Regions from separate parts of the Mus musculus genome. Here region 2 is linked to region 1. A link is a contact called in public Hi-C data. All regions are on one chromosome and are shown on one strand. The core of a region is the stretch at or near the end of the contact, and the rest is flanking DNA. Distances in the headings are between cores, read along the strand shown.

What was found. A called contact is a pair of places that touch in the nucleus more often than the background predicts.
Region 2: a Hi-C map of CD8 T cells shows a contact between it and region 1, with 2.8 times the contacts expected there. The contact joins the promoter of Phlda1 here to the enhancer-like site in region 1. A contact is called at or near these places in 21 of 39 promoter capture datasets (the 3T3-L1 cell line, 3T3-L1-derived adipocytes, the C10 cell line and 14 more), 5 of 15 datasets of contacts at CTCF or cohesin (CD8 T cells, the G1E-ER4 cell line, the NIH/3T3 cell line and 1 more), 59 of 484 Hi-C or Micro-C datasets (the AML12 cell line, the C2C12 cell line, CD8 T cells and 30 more), 15 of 115 datasets of contacts at active chromatin or transcription factors (CD8 T cells, the NIH/3T3 cell line, embryonic basal ganglia and 8 more) and 3 of 9 other capture datasets (embryonic stem cells, liver and pancreatic islet).

The regions. Positions count from the first base shown.
Region 1 is chr10:111,224,234-111,230,570 of GRCm38.p6, forward strand. Osbpl8 (oxysterol binding protein-like 8) reads left to right here. Exons shown (of 24, transcript NM_175489.3): 3 at 439-475. Among named protein-coding and RNA genes, the nearest start is that of Gm51266, 42 kb to the left of the region's middle. Within about 2 kb of position 2,433, at least 33 of the 459 cell types and tissues checked have an H3K27ac peak or open chromatin away from gene starts, as enhancers often do. A contact at or near this core is called in CD8 T cells, the NIH/3T3 cell line, granulosa cells and 1 more, where this site is marked.
Region 2 is chr10:111,501,564-111,507,973 of GRCm38.p6, forward strand. It overlaps Phlda1 (pleckstrin homology like domain, family A, member 1), which reads left to right and starts at 4,723. Exons shown (of 2, transcript NM_009344.3): 1 at 4,723-6,085. The coding sequence starts at 4,842. The coding sequence ends at 6,059.

The DNA of each region.
Region 1 (6,337 bases), core at 1,183-3,682:
GTACTTGTAAAGCTTTCCATTTAAAAGGGTAAGTAACCACGAGTGAGCTTAGATTTCTGAATGGTCCTTCCTGCTGCTTAGCCCTCTCTTGAACTGTAATCAGGAGAAACGTTTGCTTAGAGTAATTGTAAAGCAGCGTGCTTTGGTGATTCTGCTGTCTCTTCGTAGCTTCACTTCCCCAAGTTTAAGCAAATATCTGGTATCACCTAAGCCAAGGTTTAAGTGTTATTTTGTTTTGTTTTGGTTTTGTTTTGGGTATATAGAAGGAAATGCCTTATAAATTATGATGATTGAAACTACTGTGCACGTGCCTCCTACTCACAGACTAACGCTGTTCTTCTTGTCCTTTTGTCTTGCTGCTGCTTCCGTCCGTCCGGTGTTTGCTTCTCCCTGGTTTGGATTGTGTGTGTTTGCTGCTCAATTCCTCTGCCTTAAAAGCTTCTTGGTGATAGCAAAGATGTCCTTGGGCCATCAAGTAAGTAGCTAACGTTGGAATGTCATGTTTTAAGGACGCAATAATATTGTTGGTGTTACTTACAAATGAAAAATAGTGTTTCAGTTTTGCTTGTGAGATGCTCAGTGACCAGTGTTCACCTGCTGCTATGATCTGTGTGAGCCACAGAGTCTGTACCTAATCACAGTCATCCAGAGCAGTGGCTTGCACCCTGCAGGGCCAGACCACCCCTTCACGCTCCGGAAAGCAAGAGCTTTACATAAGATTCAGGACAGTAGCAAGATTACACTCATGAAGTAGCAATGAAAATAATTTTATGGGGGCTGGAGAGATGGCTCAGAGGTTAAGAGCCCTAACTGCTCTTCCAGAGGGCCTGAGTTCAGTTCCCAGCAACCACATGGTGGCTCACAACCATCTGATGCCCTCTTCTGGTGTATCTGAAGACAGGAACGATGTACTCATATAAATAAATAAATAAATAAATAAATAAATAAATAAATAAACAAACAAACAAACAAATAAATAAATCTTTTTTAAAAAAATAGGTTTAAAAAGAAAAAATAATTTTATGGCCAGTGTCACCACAACACGAGAAACTGTATTTTGGAAGCATTAGGAAAGTTGAGAAACCACTAAGTTAGAAGCTAATTCAATATTTAGTAAGACCTCCTTCTTAAAAAAAGGGACCTATTTACTGCCTTTTGAAACTGAGAAAGTGTTTTCATTTATAGAATTTTAATAGAGTAATTGGATTGTCATTTTTGTTTGTATTTTGGAGCTTTTTATGAAAGCATGTTTTATTTTAGAGATCTAGAAACCCTTTAAGATAAATTATATTCAATTTACTGTAACAGATTTTGCTGGTTTTGTTGTTGTTTTCTGGATAGGGATGGACATTGTGGTGGCTTTTGAATAAGCACAGCAAATAAAACATGCCACCTCAGATGGTTTTAGTCCATTTAGACAGTGACGGGAGCAGCTGACATTAGAAATCATAGCAGCACTGAACTGAACAGTGCTTCCGAGATCAGTTCATTAAACCCTGATCCTCCAGGGTAAGCCTGAAGCTCGGCTCTGCAGAAGCACGGTCCACTGAGGACTGCTAGTACTATGCTAAGCACTGAGAGCAAAGCCTAACAGAGTAATTACAATTTTATTCCATCATAAATTGAACAGAGGTTTTGATTTTTATTGAATGACAGACACATTTGAAACTAATTTCAAAGTTTGTATTTATATTTAGTAGTCACCTCACTGTTGCAAGCCATCTCTGTGCTCTGGGCCTCATTTGGGGGGGATTCAAAGAAAGGGAATGAGCAAGATAATGGCAAAAGTTCTTCATAATGAGGTTTCAGGTGCTGTTCTAAAGAGAGGGCAAATGGTGACATGAATGTGGTTACATGGTCACGTAACAAAGCCATAATTTCTATAATTAATATATATGTATATCTGTGTATATATATCTTTGGTCTGTGTTAGTTTTTTCTCTCAAATAAATTAGAAAGAATATTTAATTTTTTATAGAAAGCTAATTTAAAGTAATACACTATTTCTTTTAACTCACAGCAGTTCGTTCTTACAATATGATACATATTACACGCAATATTACCAGGTAGTGGAAAACAAAAGTAGAAGAACATAAATCTCTTTGTACACATTTTTTATTATTCCAAGAATATTTTTAAATCTTAAAACGCCTTACAGATATCACTAAATCTTACTAGTACCTTAATTTTATATAAGAAAGGCTCAAATCTTCAGGGCAGTCAGGCGGACTTGCAGATTACCTAGGTATCTTATGTTAGCTTCCATGCAGCAGAAGAGAAATGCCAGAAGTTGCAAACGCCTTTAAAGTTTGACGAGTTGCTGAGGGTGTAGGGAGGGTGATCGGTTACCTGGCACAGTAACTGTTAGCAACTGTTATGTTATGCCAGTGTGCTTGCTGTTCAGTGGGAGAAGCTGCCCAGCAGCTGCATGCACTATAAGTGGAGCCAGCAGGGGGCACTGTAGTGTCACCATTGGCAGGTGAGTCACTTGTTAAGAAGCTGTGCTGCCACAATGATTCCTTTGCCAAATAGCTTTTCACTTATTTAGCAAATAGTTATCAGTTGTGCCAGTGTAAACACACAACAACAAAGTCATTGTACTTTTTAAGCTCTGTTCAGATATTGCACTGTTATAGACTTCCTGTAGGGCACTACTAATTTGTGTTATGAAGAGAAATGTTTATGAACTAGTTGAGACAAAACACACAGGAAGATGGGCTCTCTGTCTTACTGTAAAGCAGTCTGAAAAAGAGGTTGCTTGAGAGCTGGGCATGGAGACACAGGCCTGTAATGCCAGACCGGCAGGAGCACATGAGGTCTCTCCACTTTGGGCTCTTCTTTGGAGAAGCACGTAAACACTGGGACGGAAAGGTGGGCAGAACTGTTTTCCTGTGTATGTAGTGGAGTTACTTAAACACATGCCTGTGTGTACTAACGAAATGCACAAACATGCTGTAATCGCTTCCTTTTCTCTAGCTTGTGGCTCTCCCTAGACATGATGACTATGTTGTGGGTTTTTTAATCTTTTATTTTTTGATTTTTTTTTTTGCTTGAGAAGGGGTAAGGATTTGTTTTTAAATTTTAAATTTTTAAAATTACATATGTATCTCAGGGTGTGTGTGTATGTGTGTGTGTGTTAGCGTCCATGTGGTCACAGTATGCATTTGGAGGTCAGAGGACGATTTGTGTATATCAGTTTTCTTGTCCCACTATGTGGGTCCTGAATGTGGCTCATCACACTGGGTGGCAGGTGCCTTTACTGTTGAGCTTGGCTTGCTTTTTATTTCTTACACATTTTTTTTTCTGATACTAAAATTTAAATCCAGAACCCCCCTCTCACACATGCTAAGCACATGCCCTGTCAACACTGGTTTTTAAGCACTGTACCGGAGTGTATGTAATATGTTGGGAACTGGCTTTTCATAGTTGATGTTCTGTTTCTGTGACTCACGCATGCTGTTTGACCCAGAAGCAGACGGCATATGCTATTGTAGCTTATGCTTGTGTCACAATTTATTAACCCACTTTATTATTTTATTTTTATGAGACAGAGTCACTGTGTAGGACCAGCTTGGCTAGAACCTACTGTGAGGAGTAGGCTGCTCCTGAACTAACAGAGATCTCCTTGCCTCTGCCCTTGGAGTACTGGGATTAATGATGTACACCATCCTTGGATAACACATTTAGTTTGTTTCGTTTTAGAATTATTATTGTTGCTGTGTTTATGAGTGTGCATGCTCTGTACCTAGTGCCAGCAGAAGTCAGATGAGGGTGCTGGACCCCCTGGAGCTGAAGTTGTAGATGGTTGTAGTTGCCATGTGGGCATGGGAATCTAAAGCCGGGGCCTCTGAAGAGAGCTAGTGCTTGTAACTACTGAGCCATCTCTCTAGTACTTCTTACCTCCTCTGTTTTATTTTTTAATTGGTGAGTATTTAAGCTCTTTGAATTTTGTTTTTGTTTTACTTTGTTTGGTTTCTGCAAAGCATTGTCTTAGTTAGGGTTTTACTGCTGTAAATAGACACCATGACCAAGGCAACTCTTACAAGAACAACATCTAATTGGGCTGGCTTACAGGTTCAGGGAACATGGCAGCATCTAGGCAGACATGGTGCAAGAAGGGCTGAGAGTTCTACATCTTCATCTGAAGGCTGCTAGCAGAATACTGGCTTCCAGGCAGCTAGGATGAGTATCTTAAAGCCCATGCCCATAGTGACGGACCTCCTCCAACAGGGCCACATCTTCTAATAGAGCTACTCCATAGGCTGAGCATATACAAACCATCACATTTCACCCCTGGCCCTTATAGGCTTGTCCAAACATATGAATCTATGATGACCATACCTAACCATAGCATAATGCAAAAATACATTTAGTCCAACTTCCAAAGTCCCCATGGTCTATAGCAGTCTCAACAATGTTAAAAGTCCAAAGTTCAGTCTCTCTGAGATTCAGTCATTTAACTGTAATGTCCAAAGCAAGACAGGAAACCAGCTAAAAACTCCAAACTCTGCGTCTCCATGTCTGATGTCAAAGCAGTCTTCAGATATCCAGCTCCTGTTTCATCTTTGTTAACTGCAACAAACTTCTTTCTCCTGGGCTGGTACCACTCCCTGTTAGCAGCTTTTCTTAGCAGATAGACCATGACTCTGGCATCTCAAACATCTTAGGCTCCTCCAAAGGGCTGGCATCACTTCTCCATCTCTGTTCTCTGTAGCACTCTAAGCTCATGTTGATCCACTCCACTGCCACTGCTGTTCTTGGTGATCATCCCATGGTATTAGCATCTCCAATACATTGAGGTCTTCTGCTGCAATGAGGTTTGACCAATAACCTCTTATGGGCTCTCTTCATGGTGCCAAGTCTCAACTCGTTTGCATGACCCCTTCAGTCCTGGGCTGTCAACTGCAACTGAGGCTGCACCTTCACCAATGGCCTTCCCTAGCCTCTCACAGTGCCGAGCCTCAGCTTGTTCTTTATGACGCCTTCATGCATTCAAGACCGGGACTAAAGGTATATAGTCCACCAAGCCTGGATTTAAGTTTTTCTTCACCTAGAATTTGCTCTGTTCTAGGCTGGCCTTGAATTCAGATATCTGCTTGTCCTTGCCTTCTGGGATTAAAGGCTTATACTACCATGCCTGGACCTAAATTTAGCTGGATGGAATCTTGCTCCAAGGTCATTACTCCCTTAATTCAATGAAATATTGTGGAACACAGGATTCAGCTCCATTTCACTTTCTGATGTTCTCTCTCTTTTTTTTTTTTTTTGTTTCTACTTCTTTTTTTTTTTCCATTTTTATTAGGTATTTAGCTCATTTACATTTCCAATGCTATACCAAAAGTCCCCCATACCCACCCACCCCGACTCCCCTACCCATCCACTCCCCCTTTTTGGCCTTGGCGTTCCCCTGTACTGGGGCATATAAAGTTTGCAAGTCCAATGGGCCTCTCTTTCCAGTGATGGCCGACTAGGCCATCTTTTGATACATATGCAGCTAGAGTCAAGAGCTCCGGGGTACTGCTTAGTTCATAATGTTGTTCCACCTATAGGGTTGCAGGTCCCTTTAGCTCCTTGGATACTTTCTCTAGCTCCTCCATTGGGAGCCCTGTGATCCATCCATTAGCTGACTGTGAGCATCCACTTCTGTGTTTGCTAGGCCCCGGCATAGTCTCACGAGACAGCTACATCTGGGTCCTTTCGATAAAATCTTGCTAGGGTATGCAATGGTGTCAGCGTTTGGATGCTGATTATGGGGTGGATCCCTGGATATGGCAGTCTCTACATGGTCCATCCTTTCATCTCAGCTCCAAACTTTGTCTCTGTAACTCCTTCCATGGGTGTTTTGTTCCCAATTCTAAGGAGGGGCATAGTGTCCACACTTCAGTCTTCATTCTTCTTGAGTTTCATGTGTTTAGCAAATTGTACCTTATATCTTGGGAATCCTAGGTTTGGGGCTAATATCCACTTATCAGTGAGTACATATTGTGTGAGTTCCTTTGTGAATGTGTTACCTCACTCAGGATGATGCCCTCCAGGTCCATCCATTTGGCTAGGAATTTCATAAATTCATTCTTTTTAATAGCTGAGTAGTACTCCATTGTGTAGATGTACCACATTTTCTGTATCCATTCCTCTGTTGAGGGGCATCTGGGTTCTTTCCAGCTTCTGGCTATTATAAATAAGGCACTCAGACTATATATTTTGTATTTTTCCTTTCTCAGTTTGCTGTGCTTGTTCAAAATGCTCTTCATCAGATTGACCCAGAGAACAAAGTTTTTTGGGCTTTTTTGAGACTTCCTTAGGGTCAATGCAATTAATATAAATCTCTTTACCTTAG
Region 2 (6,410 bases), core at 3,473-5,972, 280 kb after region 1:
GTATTTTCAATAGCCACTAACCTTGCCTGGTACGGTCTAGGGGTTGTAAATTGGTATGGAAATTTAAAGCACGGCACAAATTATGTATGGGGACAGTTTTTTTTCTTTTTCTTTTTTCTTTTTTTTTTGGTTTTATCTTTTTTTGTTTGTTTTGTCTTCAGTTGTCTCTGATGCAGCTTATATGAAGATAATTATTCTGTTAACGGAATACCACTCTGATTGCAAAAAAAGCAGCTGTTTTGTTGACATGTTGACTGCTAAGTAAATACAACTTTTTTATTAAAAAAAGATACATCATAAGTGGGTAACATGATTAAACTTGGGCTTTGGAGCCCACCTCCCATTTGTGAGCAATAGTCAATACTTAATACCTGACATTAATATATCTAGAACCTGATGTAACTGGATTTGTTTGTTTGTTTGTTTGTTGGTATCAAACAAGTATATTTAAATTTGGTTGGTTTACTTTGTGAGCATACTTTGGAAGATCTTAGGTGGTTCTAAATTTTTTACTTCGTGGTTTCAAAGGCCAGAGTCTTGCTAGGTAACGGGGGCATAAGTACACATAAATACTATTAGACTGGGTAATGGCACAAAAGCCATGGCCCTATTGAAAGCTTTCCATGTTTGCTACTTTCAGTTTTAAGGTGAGTTTAGCTTAGCCTGTTTCTGTGTAATTTCTTTGGTAGTATCCTGAGAAGACAGAAGGAAAATAAAGTCAGTTCCACTGTCCTATCGTCAGCCTGACACCGATAGTCTCCTGGCCTGTGACACTATCTTCTGAGATGCCTATTCTGTGTGTATCAGTCCTGTGTGATTTTGGACTTAGTACTTGATGTTTTCAGTATCATGCGGAGGTTGGTTGTTCAAATGGATAAAAAAACACAGAGTAGAATCTGGTATGAATTGGGAAAGAATTTATAATGACAGTAATAATTGCTGCCATTTAGATTGAAGAAAGCTTAAGCAGTTACTTGGGTGTTTAGTGAAGTGCAGTTTGTTAACTTTTTTTTGAAAATTCCCATTGTGTAGGTCTGACTGGCCTGGGCCTCACTGTGTAGAGCAGGTTGGAAACTCCCAGGTCTCCCTGCCCCCAGGAGCTGCACACCGAGGCATGCCTGGTGCTGGTCAAACTTTGATAGGAAATAAAATTAGGAAGGGATTAGCTGCAGCCTAAGGTGAAGTTTTAAAGCTTTGGGTGACAAAAGGTTGCAGGGTTTGGGAAAGGCAGTGGCGTTAGCATTGCTTGGAGGCCGTTGAATGCTGTGCTGCCCAGTATTCAAGGCAGCCGCCTAGAGCTCCAGTTTGAAGATGCCAGATGCTGATGTGTTCTGTGCCGTGTGCAGATGCACTTCGACTTTCACCTGCCTACCCCTTCTGAAGGGTTGCCTGCAAGGAGTGAAAACTAAAGGCTAGTTTGCAGGGGCTGAGAGTCTCATGGGGGTCCGGGTAGAAGGTAATTAAAAATCTTCTCTAGTACTTGGAGCTGGGCAGGTGGGCTAGAGATGAGTATTTACAAGGCCCTAGGTCCCATGGCCAGCATAAGAAAAGGGAAAGAAAAGGTGCTATGGGCACTGTTTGTTCCATGAAACAGAACGCTGGCAGGGTGGGTGTTGCCAGAGAGCAAACCTCAGTCACTGTAGGTGCTGTTAGGTGATTTAAGATTTACCTCCTTTGAACGCCTCTTGAGGCGTTCAGGTGCACTACATAAACTGGTCACTAGGGGGCATCAGCTCATCAGCCTGTACTGCAAAAAGCTATAGCCCTGAGAAGTCTATTAAAAATTAATAGACTTTAGAAGTTAGAAATTAATTTTTGAGGGTTCCCCCCAAGAAAACTAGGAAATAGTTGGGAAATCTTGGGTTTTATCAATGTGGGTGGGACTATTTGTGTTTTAAACACTGATAAAATACCTGATAATTTCATTGTATAGTAGCTTTTTAACTTTTTTTGTGCATATAGTGGGGTGGCAAGTATGCCATAGCCTTTAAGACCAGCAACTGTAACATCTGAGCCATTTTGTCCACTCTTGTTACTCTTGCAGGCATTGGGATGCTGGTATAGGAATACCTAACACTATTGCTAAAAAACTCCAAGCCCCATGGGATTCAATGTATATGGTAATTAGGGAATAATATGAGTCAAGTTTAGTGCGTGCTGTAGTACGTTTTAAAGATACACCAAGTGCAGATAGGGTTTGCTGGCTAGGTACTGAGAGGAAAGAATGGTGAAAGGCACGTGTTCTCAACGCATTTGCAATCTTTATGACCCATGTGTTGAAGTAGTTAAAAAAAAAAAAAAACCTTGATGACACAGGAAACTGGGAAGCGAGGTCTGGGATTACGGCAGAACACAGCTTGTGCACGGAGCTGGTCTGTTGCCCACACCCGACCTTGCTTCCCTCCCTCCCGCCCTCTGAGCTGTCTAGGCCCCTTGTCCATCAGAGTGCAGGGTGCTGGTGATGAATGCATTCGTTCTCTGCTTGCCATGTAGGTGGTGTATTTAGAGTCCTCAGTGGGTGTGTCCTGAGTAGACATTTTCATGAAATTGGGTCCTAAGGCTTGGAGCTCTAGTGTCTAAACCAGTTCATCCCAGAAGACCTTTTGTATGTTTACTGATTCCTAGTTACATGGTAACTAGAGTTTTCTTTTCAGGGTCCTTTTAAGTAAAATATCCCATTTTCCGTGATCAGTTCTTAAAGTCAAAGGCGCGTTTATAAGAGCTACTGAGTATCAGGCGTTTATAAGAGCTACTGAGTATCTAGCTTGGGGAATCTGCTTCACTCTTTGGCAATAAGTACTTGGCTATGCCAGGAAGGTGGAAAACAGAACACCTTAAAAACAAGTTGAATGAACCATTAATTATGTAAAGGAAAACATTTTTAATGTTTCCTGCATTTTCTGACGATTTATCTTTTGAGGATTTTGTTTGTTTGTTTGTTTTCTTTAGGAAAAAGTCTCTCTAGCCAGTTAAGTGAGGTGGCAGTTGAAATAAACAGAGCAGAGTTTCAGGCTACAAAATTCTGAAACTTAAATTTCCAATAATGGAACTTATTGTGGTCAATGTACACATAGCTTACCACAGAAATACTAATTGTGAAACAGCCAGAGGGAATCAGGGAATTTTAAAGTCTTTAGTCAGAATGAAGTGAACACGTTGGAAATCTATGATGACTGGGCATTTGCAACTGTTTTAGGAAAAATAGTGCCTGGTAAACTGGGCTACAGTTCACAGTTCAGTGCTTTTCCAAATGGGATACCTTTCTCAACTATGCCTCTCTGTGTTGGCTACAAACCTCTACCTGGCTTTAGGGACTCTGGATACTATAAATGCACTTTCCAGATAACAAGAGAATGCTGTTCTGCTGAAAAAAGACAGCTGGTAGTATAGGAACTCTGGAGTGCTGACCTGTTCTACAGAGGTGGGGGAAAGAAATTAAGGTGGTTAGTAATCAGAATTACAAGTCTATTCTTGGTATACACAAAGATAATGCTTATGCATGATCACATTAGAAATCTTTACATTTGTTTTTTTGGGGGGGGGGGGGAATGGGGAACAAAAACGAAAGGCTGTAAAATGAGTCCAAATGTAAGACTCAGAATTGTTTTTTTTGAACTGGTCCATTTGATCAGAACCTTGGGTGAAGGTCCAAGAACTCTGTTTTCGAGAAGACATTTCTGTTAGCTCTCAGATTAAGTTCGAGTTTCATAGCACGACACACGAAAGACTTTGAATAGTTCATCCTCGACATTCTCTTCGATTGGATTCCTGATTCTTCCTGGCGGTGTGGCAGCAGCCCTTGTCTGACCAACAGCCTGTTTTGTCCTATCTCCTTATGGTGAGAGGAGGCTTAGAGGTTATTTTCCCAAACTGGAGACTAGATCTGTGCTTTATAGTCTACCTTATCAGGAAAGGTTTAAAGGCAAGACGGAGACTAGGACTTTCCAGAGTCAGATTCCCACAGGTGTTTGTAGGACATTCGCCAAGGCTTGTGTGTATGACCTCCCAATGCTGGACATCTGCCTACCCTGCTACTGCTGTGGACTGCAAGGTCTGATCTAGAAGGAAACCCGAGGGCCTAGAGAGATGGCACTCCTCGCAGAGGTTCAATTCCCAGAACCTGTTCTAGGGATCTGCTGATTTCTGACCTGCGTTCTCATACAATACGTACTACACACACACAAGCAAAACATACACTCACAAAAACAAAAACCGCTTGGTGAGTCTGGCTATTTTGCCTGTGTTCTGTGGCAGGAAAGGAAGTCAAGAATGTATACCTGGAGTGAGTCCACCCTTATTTCCCTGTCACTACAAACTGGTAGCTTTATTGTTTTGCCTTAGCTAATTGCCCCCAGGAACAACTATTTATTTAATGGCTGAACAACACCAACAACAAAAAAGCTCGAAGCACTCTTGGGTTTTGTTCCCTGAGATGTTTACATAGCTATGGGGGGGGGGGGGGTAATGCCCGCTATGGAACTTCGTCCCCTAAGTTTTATGCCCTTGTCTGGAGTCGGCTCCGCGTTGACCCCAGGGGTGGCTCCCCAGGCCTGCCTGGATCTGCTACCCACCCCCGCAGCGGAGAGCCCACCTGCTAAGGAAGGGCCGGTCCGTGGGGGGATGGTTTTTCGGCGCCCTCTGGGCGTCGGCAGTCGCCGCCCGGCAGCCGCGGCGACCTCAGCGACCGCGTGGAGCCTCCAGGAGTTTCCAGAACCTGCTTCCAGGCGGCGCGGGCGGCCGTGGGCGGTGGGGCGGGGCGGGGGCGGAGCCGGCGGCGGGGCTGGGGCGGAGCCGGCGGCGGGGGGCGTGTCCGCGGCGGGCTCTGGGAAGGCCCCAAGTTAATGAGGCGTACGCCGGCTGCCGAGCGCCTCTCGGAGCTGGGTTTTCCCCCGCGGCGCGGGCGCCAGGAGCCGCCTTTTCCGCTGGGTGTCACTCGGGGGTGGGGAGGGTGGCCCATTGAAAAGCGCCGCGAGGGGCCCCGGCCAGTGCCCTTCAGTGAGCGCTCGCCGGAGGACGGCAGAGAGCAGCCCGCTCACGGCTCCGGGATCTTGTGGCGAGTCAGGACGCGCCTGTCCCTCTGCCGGGACCCCGAGCCACCGCCGCCGCCGCCACCGCTCTGTCTCCTGCGAGTCAGCCTTCTCTGCGCGCTCCGGGCGGGCGGCCGCGGAAGCCGCTGGGGCGAGGACGGCGCAGGGCTGCTACTGCTACCCCCAGCCGGAGCGTCTGGAAGCCTGAAGGCCGAGCGGAGCAGCAGCACCCCTTATGCCGGAAGGATGCTGGAGAACAGCGGCTGCAAGGCGCTGAAGGAAGGAGTGCTGGAAAAGCGAAGCGACGGGCTGCTGCAGCTCTGGAAGAAAAAGTGCTGCATCCTCACCGAGGAAGGGCTACTGCTCATACCGCCCAAGCAGCTACAACAGCAGCAGCAGCAGCAACAGCCCGGGCAGGGGACGGCCGAACCGTCCCAACCTAGTGGCCCCACCGTCGCCAGCCTTGAGCCACCAGTCAAGCTGAAGGAATTGCACTTTTCCAATATGAAGACTGTAGACTGCGTGGAGCGCAAGGGCAAGTACATGTACTTCACTGTGGTGATGACGGAGGGCAAAGAGATCGACTTTCGGTGCCCCCAGGACCAGGGCTGGAACGCCGAGATCACGTTGCAGATGGTGCAGTACAAAAATCGCCAGGCCATACTGGCGGTCAAGTCTACCAGGCAGAAGCAGCAGCACCTGGTCCAGCAGCAGCCTCCGCAGACGCAGCAGATCCAACCCCAGCCCCAGCCGCAGATCCAACCCCAGCCCCAGCCGCAGATCCAGCCTCAACCCCAACCCCAGCCCCAACCTCAGCCCCAACCTCAGCCCCAACCCCAACCCCAACAGCTCCACTCCTACCCGCATCCGCATCCTCATCCTTACTCTCACCCGCACCAGCACCCACACCCGCACCCGCACCCGCACCCTCACCCTCACCCTCACCCGTACCAACTCCAGCACGCGCACCAGCCTCTTCACTCGCAGCCGCAGGGTCACCGGCTTCTCCGCAGCACCTCCAACTCTGCCTGAAGAGGGCGGCACCCGGGCCACTCAAGGTAAGGTCCTGGCAACCTGGGACACCTAGAAACGTGCCAGCATGGCTGTTGGGAAGAGTAGGAAGCTTGTTGACCGATTTCGCTCCCGAAGCAAAGTTTAAAAAAAAAAATCGTTTCAAGTTTCTGGAGAGGTGGAAAGAAGATGGGCAAGCCGGAGCTTGTAGAGGCAGGGCGGGGAGAGAAGAGCCGGAGGAATTCCGCCAGGGAGCAGGGCACGGGGACCACCTACCCACCACCGTGGTGATCACTCTTGTTCAGTGCCATCCTCCTTTGGGCTGCTTTATTGTGTGCCTCCGCACCAACGTAAAGACCTTGGTGTCCTTCT